Linked DNA regions of Mus musculus: regions 1 and 2 are each linked to region 3. The links are chromatin contacts, called in public HiChIP or PLAC-seq and capture Hi-C maps. All regions are on one chromosome and are shown on one strand. The core of a region is the stretch at or near the end of the contact, and the rest is flanking DNA. Distances in the headings are between cores, read along the strand shown. Region 1 overlaps Galk2 (galactokinase 2). Region 2 overlaps Galk2 (galactokinase 2). Region 3 overlaps Atp8b4 (ATPase, class I, type 8B, member 4).

Evidence for each region. HiChIP or PLAC-seq counts read pairs in DNA pulled down with a chosen protein or histone mark. Capture Hi-C pulls out chosen DNA fragments and counts their contacts.
Region 1: a capture Hi-C map of embryonic stem cells shows a contact between it and region 3, with 7 times the contacts expected there. The contact joins two enhancer-like sites. A contact is called at or near these places in 1 of 15 datasets of contacts at CTCF or cohesin (large pre-B cells), 10 of 484 Hi-C or Micro-C datasets (the 3T3-L1 cell line, bone marrow-derived macrophages, embryonic stem cells and 1 more), 2 of 115 datasets of contacts at active chromatin or transcription factors (the NIH/3T3 cell line and vascular smooth muscle cells) and 1 of 9 other capture datasets (embryonic stem cells).
Region 2: a contact with region 3 is called in an H3K4me3 HiChIP or PLAC-seq map of bone marrow-derived macrophages, with 9 times the contacts expected there. The contact joins two enhancer-like sites. A contact is called at or near these places in 1 of 484 Hi-C or Micro-C datasets (bone marrow-derived macrophages), 2 of 115 datasets of contacts at active chromatin or transcription factors (bone marrow-derived macrophages and heart atrium) and 1 of 9 other capture datasets (embryonic stem cells).

Annotation. Positions count from the first base shown.
Region 1 is chr2:125,931,407-125,934,323 of GRCm38.p6, forward strand. All of the region lies in intron 7 of Galk2 (galactokinase 2), which reads left to right. Among named protein-coding and RNA genes, the nearest start is that of Galk2, 67 kb to the left of the region's middle. Within about 2 kb of position 1,550, at least 43 of the 459 cell types and tissues checked have an H3K27ac peak or open chromatin away from gene starts, as enhancers often do. A contact at or near this core is called in the NIH/3T3 cell line, where this site is marked.
Region 2 is chr2:125,970,480-125,973,605 of GRCm38.p6, forward strand. The region is part of intron 8 of Galk2 (galactokinase 2); the gene reads left to right. Among named protein-coding and RNA genes, the nearest start is that of Fgf7, 63 kb to the right of the region's middle. Within about 2 kb of position 1,777, at least 32 of the 459 cell types and tissues checked have an H3K27ac peak or open chromatin away from gene starts, as enhancers often do. A contact at or near this core is called in bone marrow-derived macrophages, where this site is marked.
Region 3 is chr2:126,362,095-126,364,908 of GRCm38.p6, forward strand. The region is part of intron 20 of Atp8b4 (ATPase, class I, type 8B, member 4); the gene reads right to left. Among named protein-coding and RNA genes, the nearest start is that of Atp8b4, 130 kb to the right of the region's middle. Within about 2 kb of position 1,472, at least 63 of the 459 cell types and tissues checked have an H3K27ac peak or open chromatin away from gene starts, as enhancers often do. A contact at or near this core is called in the NIH/3T3 cell line and bone marrow-derived macrophages, where this site is marked.

The DNA of each region.
Region 1 (2,917 bases), core at 300-2,799, 430 kb before region 3:
TACGGATGTGGCAAACCAATGGAACTTGCAGCATGCCTATTCTTCCCTTGCTTGTCCTCTATGGTTTGTAGTTTCCTCCACTTCAGAGCAGCACCCTGACTGCAGCCACAGCATTCTCACTGCAAGTCTTTGTATCTGGAGCAATCTGATTCCTAACAGATAAACAATAGCTGGATCTTCTGTTCTCTTCTTGTTCTTTAGAAACTGAATGAACTTCACAACTGAGTGTTCTGGGATGCACTGGGGAAGACTGGACAATGGCCATTTGTGATGGATAGGCCAGAATAGAAGCAGACATTTTCTTAAGGGCAAATCCATGTGAGTTTGTTTCATAGGTGGAGAAAGACAATTGAAGAAATGACAGCAACTGATCTTATTTTCCCAGCAGGGGTCTTGGCAGCCTTGCCCTTCCCTCCATCCCATCGGACACTTCATTTGTGCATTAGGACATTACCAGTATCTCAGAATGTAGTTGTGCTGGCATCCCTGTGAGCTCGGAAGGACGATTTCTTTATGTCTGCTAGGGAGATACCTACCAGCAGGAAGGCAAGGTAGTTTTGTGTTCTGCAGGGTAGAACCTTTGGCAGTTAAGGCTTAGCTCTATTAAGGAAGTCTGTATTGAGTCACCATTGTGCAGTGTGCAGCAGGCATGGCGGGGGTTCCGTTCATAGGACCAGAGAGAATGGAGTTAAAATTCAGAGGCCGACAGGAAGCAGGTAGTATGTAATCAGTAGTGAGCAATGTGATACGCTAAAGGACAAAGACATGACCCATCACACAGTGCCCAGAATGGCATGTGGCTTCACCAGGAACATGCAGAAGACAGGCTGGACCCAGGGTATAATGAAAAAACATTATAGACCTCTCAAGTGAGCATGTCCACATATGCTCAGCCCCCACCTCCCCAAAAGCCTTTTACTCTTCAATCGGTCAAATGGTGTGTAGCAGCCCCAGTATCCTCTTCTGTACTGTTCCTCAGATCTGTTTGTCTTCTTCCCACTCATTCTACAAATGATGGCTGACATGATGGCTTAGACATTTTACCTGATGAAGTACCTCTCCCCCCTTCCCCCTTTGTTTACCACTGCCCCAAAGTTCCCCATTGCTTTGGAATAAAGTAAAAGAAGCCTTGTACTGAACTGAGTTGAGCAGCCAGTAGTTGGGAAGGAACTGTCAGGCAGTGGAGGAATTCACTCTTTGAACCATCACAGAAAAAGTAACTTATGGTATACAGTTCAAGAAGGAAGTGGTCCAGGCAGGGACTTCAGTCCCACCGACAGCATGGGGGGCTGTTAGCTGGGGTGATGGATCGGTTGGGCTTCCTCCATTTAGGAGACTAGTTGACTTAGGGTGAGTTTCTTTGTGTGCCCTTTCCTGGCCTGTAATCTCTGTCCTGAGAAGGGCAGTCCAGGCTGGCTGGGTACTTTACCTGCACCCATGTAATTTTTAGTTGTGCAATCTCTGCCATGCAAATAAGGGAAGTGCTGGCTGCATAGTTCAGTCCTGGTCCAAGGCTCAGGCCACAGGCCTCCAGGCTGAAGTTCTATGGTATTAGATTACAGCATTCCAGACTGGCAGTTTAGGATTCCTGGACCATGCTAGTGAAAGTTCTCTAATGGGAACCAGCCCTATTTGTTGATCTCTTATTAAGTGTCCTCCCCCATACTTGACTATCCCTGTAAGGCCTAAGGCTGGTATATCTTACCTCAGCATCTCCTAGTATCCCCTGCAGTCACAAGGGCATGGCTACCACCCTCAAGGGCCTTCCCACATGTTCAGTACAGTTTTGTTTTGTTTTTATTTAGCCTTCTTTGAAATATTTCTAAATGACCCTCAAAGAAGCCTTACTTCCTTATTTATAAGGTAAGCAGAGATCTCGCTACAGTTTGTAGCACTTATACTTCTTAGGTATGTAGAGGGATCCCCATACTTGTAGAGAGAAAGAATTGGGACAGAGTAGTCATTCCTTCATTTAATAGATGTTCATCCTAGGCTCATGTCAGCCAGTTAGGGACACAAAAATTAACAAGATGGATGCAGTTCATATCTCAGGTAAAACAGAATGTGGAAGTGGAGAGACATGTTAAACAAATGCCCATTTCCGGAAAGCACTGTTGACTTGTAGTCGTCCTCTGCCCCTGGCTATGCTTTCTCTTCTGCAGTAATCCCCCAGCCTTGGCAGGAGGGTGTGATACCGATGTAGTATTTAGGGATGAGTGTTCCAAAGTCTGCTATTCTCTGCACCTCTATCAGTTGTGGGACTCTGCAGTGATCATCATCTATTTCTGCTATTATTTTACTAACTGGGTGGGGTAATAAACTGACTCCTATTGACTTACTATGAAAGCATCCGTAGCTCTCATAGAGTCTTCTATTTGACTCCTGCTTTATAAGGCTGTCAAGTTCAAAGAGTACAGCTACAGCAATTTAGGAAAAGTAAGTTTTTGTTGTTTTGTTTTTTTCTTCCTGGAAAATTTGGGGATTGAACTTCTTTTTTTTTTTTAAATAAAGATTTAAATTTCTAAATTTTAGTCTACTCATTGAGATAATTATTAAAATTGTGAAGGGAGATGTAATATTAAGCTTCATAGCACCTTGGCAGTACACAGATGGAGCAGAAGCAGTGCTTGTTCAATGACCATTTCCTGCTGGGACACACTTCCTCTTTGGGAGGTGGCAGCCCCAGGGTTCTCCCTGAGGGATTACTCACTGCTGTTTCTACCTTGAGGTTGATGAGTAAGTGCTGGTGTCCTGAGGAGACTCCAGACATATACAACTTTATTTTCTGGCTCTTAACACGGAATTCTAGCCTCTCTGCCAGAGCCACAGTGACCTGGAACAAGTGTGATGCATGTGACAGCTTCGTGTTGTGACTGCTCCCTTCTAAAGACACAGGAAGAATCCGGAGCTAGCCTGT
Region 2 (3,126 bases), core at 527-3,026, 390 kb before region 3:
CTGTTAGATACTCCCACTGAGAGGGCTTGCTGCTAACAATTGTCCAGGAGACAAACAGCAGCAGCAAGGACTGCAGGGTGTGGTAGTGTGGGGCACACTCTCTCTGACTGTTTCTTGTCACAGTGCAGGCACCTAAGGGTTTAATGAAACCTCCCCGGATGCTTCTTGTCAAGAACATTCACTCATGGAAAATATCTAATGCTAACGGAGTGTGTTGTTAGACAGGACAGTGAAAATAGTCTCCTTAGTGGAATACACTGAGTTTTCTTAAGGATGTGCCCCTGAGATATGTACAGATGTGGTGTTCTAGGATGTCAGAAGCACTGTGAGAGGTGTTCTAGGAAGGATGACTGAATATGCATGTGAGGTTTTAAAGTATGCATTTATGCCTGGAGAATTTCACACAAGGATTTTGATCTTATCTGCCTCTCTCTTCTCTTTCCTTCTCCAACTCCTCCCAGATACTGTGCCCAGTCATGTTCTCCTCCTAACTTTGTATCCTCCTTCCCTTTATATAACCCACTGAGTCCAATCAGCGCTGTCCAGTTGCACATGGGCATAAAAGTGACTCAACAGAGGCCATACCCTGGCCTAAGGAAGAAGAATCAGCTCTCTTCCAGGATGGTGGACTTCTGTTTGAAAATCAAGTGAAATTTAAATAGGGACACCTGGAAAAAACCGAGCCAAGGACTGGCTACATAAAACCTTAGGGAAGCCAGGGTAATTAATTGTGTTAGGTTGATAATGACAGTGTATCCTTATTTTATGAAGAGTTATAGTTAAATAGGTAAAGAGAAAATTTAGGTCATGTATAATCTTTCTAAAATGCTTCATCAGGATAGGAGTTGACACACATAAGGAAGGTGATAGCCTGTGCTGCTGTAAGTCTCTGCTGTGCTATCTGTGTAGACCAATCCTACTGACATCTAATGTTTTCACACCACAGCAGTTGCAGGGACCTCTCACCCAATCAGCACTGCTCTGCACTCACAGAAGTGTGACTTCATGGTCTCCCTTGATGAAGCTGTAAGCTACAATAGGCCTGGAAACTCAAGGTTCTTAATTCATGGGACATGGTGTTGATTTTACTAACTGTGGGAGGTGATGTCATTCAAAAGTAAAACTGAAACATATGGAACCTTAAAGTTGATATTTTAAAGTTTTTTTTTCAACTTTAATTTTTGTGTTTTATTTTTGTTTGTTCCTATTTTATTCTTAAAAAAACTTTGAAATTATAATTACATAATTTCCCCTTACATTTCCTACCCTTAAACTGTCCCATATACTCATCCTTGCTCTCTCTCTCTCGAATTCATGGCCTCCTTTTCCATTAATCGTTGTTGCATACATATGTATGTGTGTGTACTCATAAATACATAAATGTAAGCTGCTATGTTACGTCCTTGTCTTTTAACTTCAAACTTTATAAAATAGAATAATATTATAGTACAGTTGCTAACGTCTGTTTCTTTTTTTTCATGATGTCCATTCTACAACTTGTGTTGTATTAAACATGTATGAAAAAAGCAATTGGCACCCATCTTGGGAACATGTGTATTAGTTCCTTTTTTGTTGCTGTTTAACATGGTTAAAACACCATGACCAAAAACAACTTAGAGAAGAGAATTTATTTTGGCTTATGGTTGTAGAGAGTCCATAATGGCTGTTCACCTCTTCTCTGCACAGGAAGCAGAGGAGAAGCAGGAAGTGGACAAGGTTATAAATAAGTCCCCAAAGCCTGCCCCCAGTGATGGAGTTCCTTCATCAGGATTTCTTAAGAATTTTATAACTTCTCCAAATGTGCCATCAACTGTCACATGAGCCTTTTGGGGAATCAGACCATGACATATGTCAGTTTGCCTTCCTTTTTCCTTTCTGACTTGGAGATGTTGGTGAGTAGCTGCCAACATTCCCCATGCTGTTTCTTCAAATGATGTGGTTCTGGAGAGGCTTGCTGCCAGTGTTTTGTTGGTAAAGATTTCCCCTACTCCTTGGGATGTTTTGACACTGTCCTAGAATAAACCATTTCCTATTTCTGTGGAGCTGGCTGTGGGGACAGCGAATTGATAGCATAGTGTGGGTGACTCACATGACCTGGCTATCAATGGAACAAAACATGTTTTGTGTCTCTCCACTTATATTTAACCAGTGGCTTCCATCTATCTATCTATCTTTCTTTCTTTCTTTCTTTCTTTCTTTCTATCTATCTATCTTTCTTTCTATCTTTCTATCTATCTATCTATCTATCTATCTATCTATCATCTATCTATCTATCTATCATCTATCTATCTATCTATCTATCATCTATCTATCTATCTATCTATCATCTATCTATCTATCTATCTATCTATTTTCAACCACATTAGGTGTCAGCAGTTACAGATTTAGTAATAAAGGGAACCCTGCTGGCTGTTCCCTTCCCTCTGTCTCGATCCTCAGTTAAACTGTCAATGGTAGCTCCTTGGCTTCCTTCTCTTCTTAAACAAAACAACAGCAAGTCCAGATGAAAGTAGTTTGATTTTGAACTGGGGTTAAAAGTAAAAGTGTAAAAAAAAAAAAAAAGTAAAAGTAAAAGTCCCATTTTTATCATAATTAACCCTAAACACCACTGGACTCTGCCATGAAAGGCACCGCTGAGGTGATATGGAGTGAGCATTGCTTTCGGGGTGCATGGAGCTAAGAAATTCAAGGTGGTGGTGCTACTTCAGGACTCTTTGAAACCTTTGCTGAGCTCTGAGAATTAACCACGATGAGGAGTGCATAGGACCAGATGAGAGCGTAGACTTCGAGCATGGTACAAAGTCAATGATTTCCAGCTGAGCCCCTCCTGGCCCCAAGGATGATGTAAGATGTAATCCGAGCCTTCAGAATGAAGTCAAGTTTTGACATTGAGAGAGAGGGCAAGAAGTGGTTCCTGTGTGTGATGAATGAGTATATCCAGAAGCAAAGACTGTTAGAGCAACTGCAGATGGGGCAGTTTGGCTGAAGGAAGAGGTCCCTCTGGGGCCGAGCATGGACTATGGTAAACAGTGGGAAAATGGCTGTGGACTGAGGAGTAACTGACACAAGTGCCCTGTGCGGGGGAGCTTAGCCTGTCAGTGTTGACTCAAATGCAGTTTAAAGAAA
Region 3 (2,814 bases), core at 222-2,721:
AGGAACTAGGCAGCTAAACACAGAGAAAACAGAACTACCTCAAACATTTTACACTACCTAAAAACTGGCTTTAACCAAGGAATCTTGATAGCTTTGGTGTATAAAGAACCACTCTCTGGAAAAACGGTGTTTTTCAATATGCTAAACAAAAACTAAAGGCGATGAATGAAACCTTCTCATTACAGAGCACTCCCCTCCTTCCCTCTCTCTTTCCTTTTCTCCATTTTTCCCTCTCCCTTTCTTCCTGACGTACGTACATACGTGTGTGTGTGTGTGTGTGTGTGTGTGTGTGTGTGTGTGTGTGTGCGCGCGCGCGCGCGCGCGCATGCGCTCATCATTATATAACCTGGCTGAAAACAATAGTCCACTTATAAACACATTTTGTTTAACTTTGAAAGAGATTCATGATGCCATTTATTATTATAAAATAAAAGAAAAATATTTTAAGTAAAAATAAAATCCTCATAAGTTTAAATGATAACAATGACCTTGTGAGAAACTCCAAACTCCAAACATGGGGTTTTTACAAATAGAAATTCCTCGCAATGCTAAAGACCTAATCAGTAGCTTATATGATGACATAAGCCCATTAGAACTGGCATTCTACTGTTCTCCTAAAAAATGTGATAATGTCTTTAATAGGAAGGTAAATTCCCACCCAGAAGACCTGTGGGTGACCAGGTTATAAATAACAGGTCTGTTGGCATGACCACAGTAGCTTCCATCATAGGAATACCGGCAGATGTCCCCTGCAGAAGGATGCCCAAGCCAGCCCCTGCATGTGAATATACCACTACATGTATAGATGAATTCCAGAAGAAAACAGAAAGTGAAGAATAGGTTAGCAGATGTTTCGACTTATGGCAAAATGAACTGTCTTCTTGATGTCCTGCCCAGTGTGGAAAGCATTTATTACAATGAGTTTATGCTGAAGATCCTCTGATGGGAGAGAATGGTCATATTAAAACAAGCATTATGCCTTCAGCTTTTGAGTTATTTAACATACAGTGATGCATATAAAAATGCATCACCAAGAGTTTATGTATGAACTACAAAAGCAGACCCAGAAGCAAAGGCAGGTCACCTTGTTTCCTGGCTCAACACTGCCCTCTGCTGTCCGGGACCAAAATCGTGCCTGCACTTAGACTTGTCACTCAGCCTTGGTTCCAAGGATGATATCAGACAGTTAGCAGGCAGTTTGCAGAAACAAACAAAAGGATGTGTAAGGTTAGAAGGCTGTTTGAAATGCACTGTGGGGAAGGAGACAGAGCAGGCACAGAGGATTACTGTTGCAAGCAGAAGGCTCCAATGTCCTCGGTAGATAAGCAACCCAATGAACGCTCATCATGGTCATGAAAACTGGCAGCGCCATCTGATGAATGGGAGAAATGATACCAGACATGAATGTGTGTCTCTGACGGCACTGCAGATCTCATAAACTGGGCTTTGAGAAGGCACTGAAGCAAAAAAAAAACATCTCCCAGGGTTTCCTGTTTGGTGAGGCTCCCATTTGCTGTGTAAATGACTCAACCTCTATTTCCCCCTTGCAAAACGAAAACATTCCAAGGGAGGGTGAAGTTCATGAACACACTGGCTGAAATTCTACTTATTTAGGAGCTTTCCCCAACAATGTCTCCCTAACATGTGACACAAGTCCCTTTCCAGGCAGAAAAAGAACAATTTTTATGCTCTGCTAAAATTGCTAATGCTCCCCCCACCCTCCAAGGCCTTCACTCCCTGCCAGACTGGAATGAGTGCACTGTAAGACCTGGGTGGGTGTTCATAGCTGTCCTTTCTCTTACTTCCTGGAACTCAGCTCTCCAAACACAAGCTGGTTCTTGCAAATGCAATTCATCAGGAAGGAAGAAAGCTACACATAGTACCTTTCGGTGAAGATGGACAGTGTGTGGGCATCCGACATTCTACTGGACCTCAGAATACAAACAGATGTGAAAAGAAGGGCTCTGCCTTCTAGGCTTTGTAATGAGGGCAGTTTAGTACAATGCTGTAATGCAGAACCATAGGCAGGGTTGAGTTGACTAGAGCACTCACAGCCCATACCATCTGAACACACTACAGCGGAGGGAGGGAGCGCTGTGCTCAGCCATGCATTCAGCCTGCAAAGGAGAGAGGGGGTGCGAGGGATGAGCCATTTTCCTCAGTCCTTTCCTGGCACTCTAGATGCAGGAAGTAAAAGAGATCTGTTAGGAAATAGATTTAAATTATGACATTATGTTTAAAGGAAAATAATTTGGACTTTGGTAAAAGGCCAGAGCTTTGAGCTTGCTTGTTCCTTGGAAACTTGGGTCTGCCTCTGACAGATTAGCTATCTGACTTTAGGCCACTTGATTAGTCCGGGGCAGATCCAGGACTCCAAATTCCTAGTTCTTGGTTATCAAAACAAATGGCTTTACATATACAGCCAGCCACAGGCTATCTCTAGGTTGGAGTAAGATATGCCACCAGAGAGTAATGAAGGAGACAGCACCGCCCTTCAGAGAGTGAGGAAGAAAGGAAGTGAGTGAACTTTTTAGTTCAAGCTTCCAGTTCATTGCCCCACAGACTGTTAAAGACGTCGATCCTTTATCGTCGATCAGAAATCGGGGACCGGCTCAGAGAGCGATCAACCCCCTGAAAACAGGGAACTGTGTGCACCAAAATGCACATCAGAAGTCAAAATGTAATGCTTTAGAGTGTTACAATTTATGAGAAGAAACCTGACCTACTAAAACAGTTTACTCGGGATAACAGAACTTGAGCATTCAAACCTATTTGGTCGCTACTGTCATTAATGACTCTATGATATCACAGTCA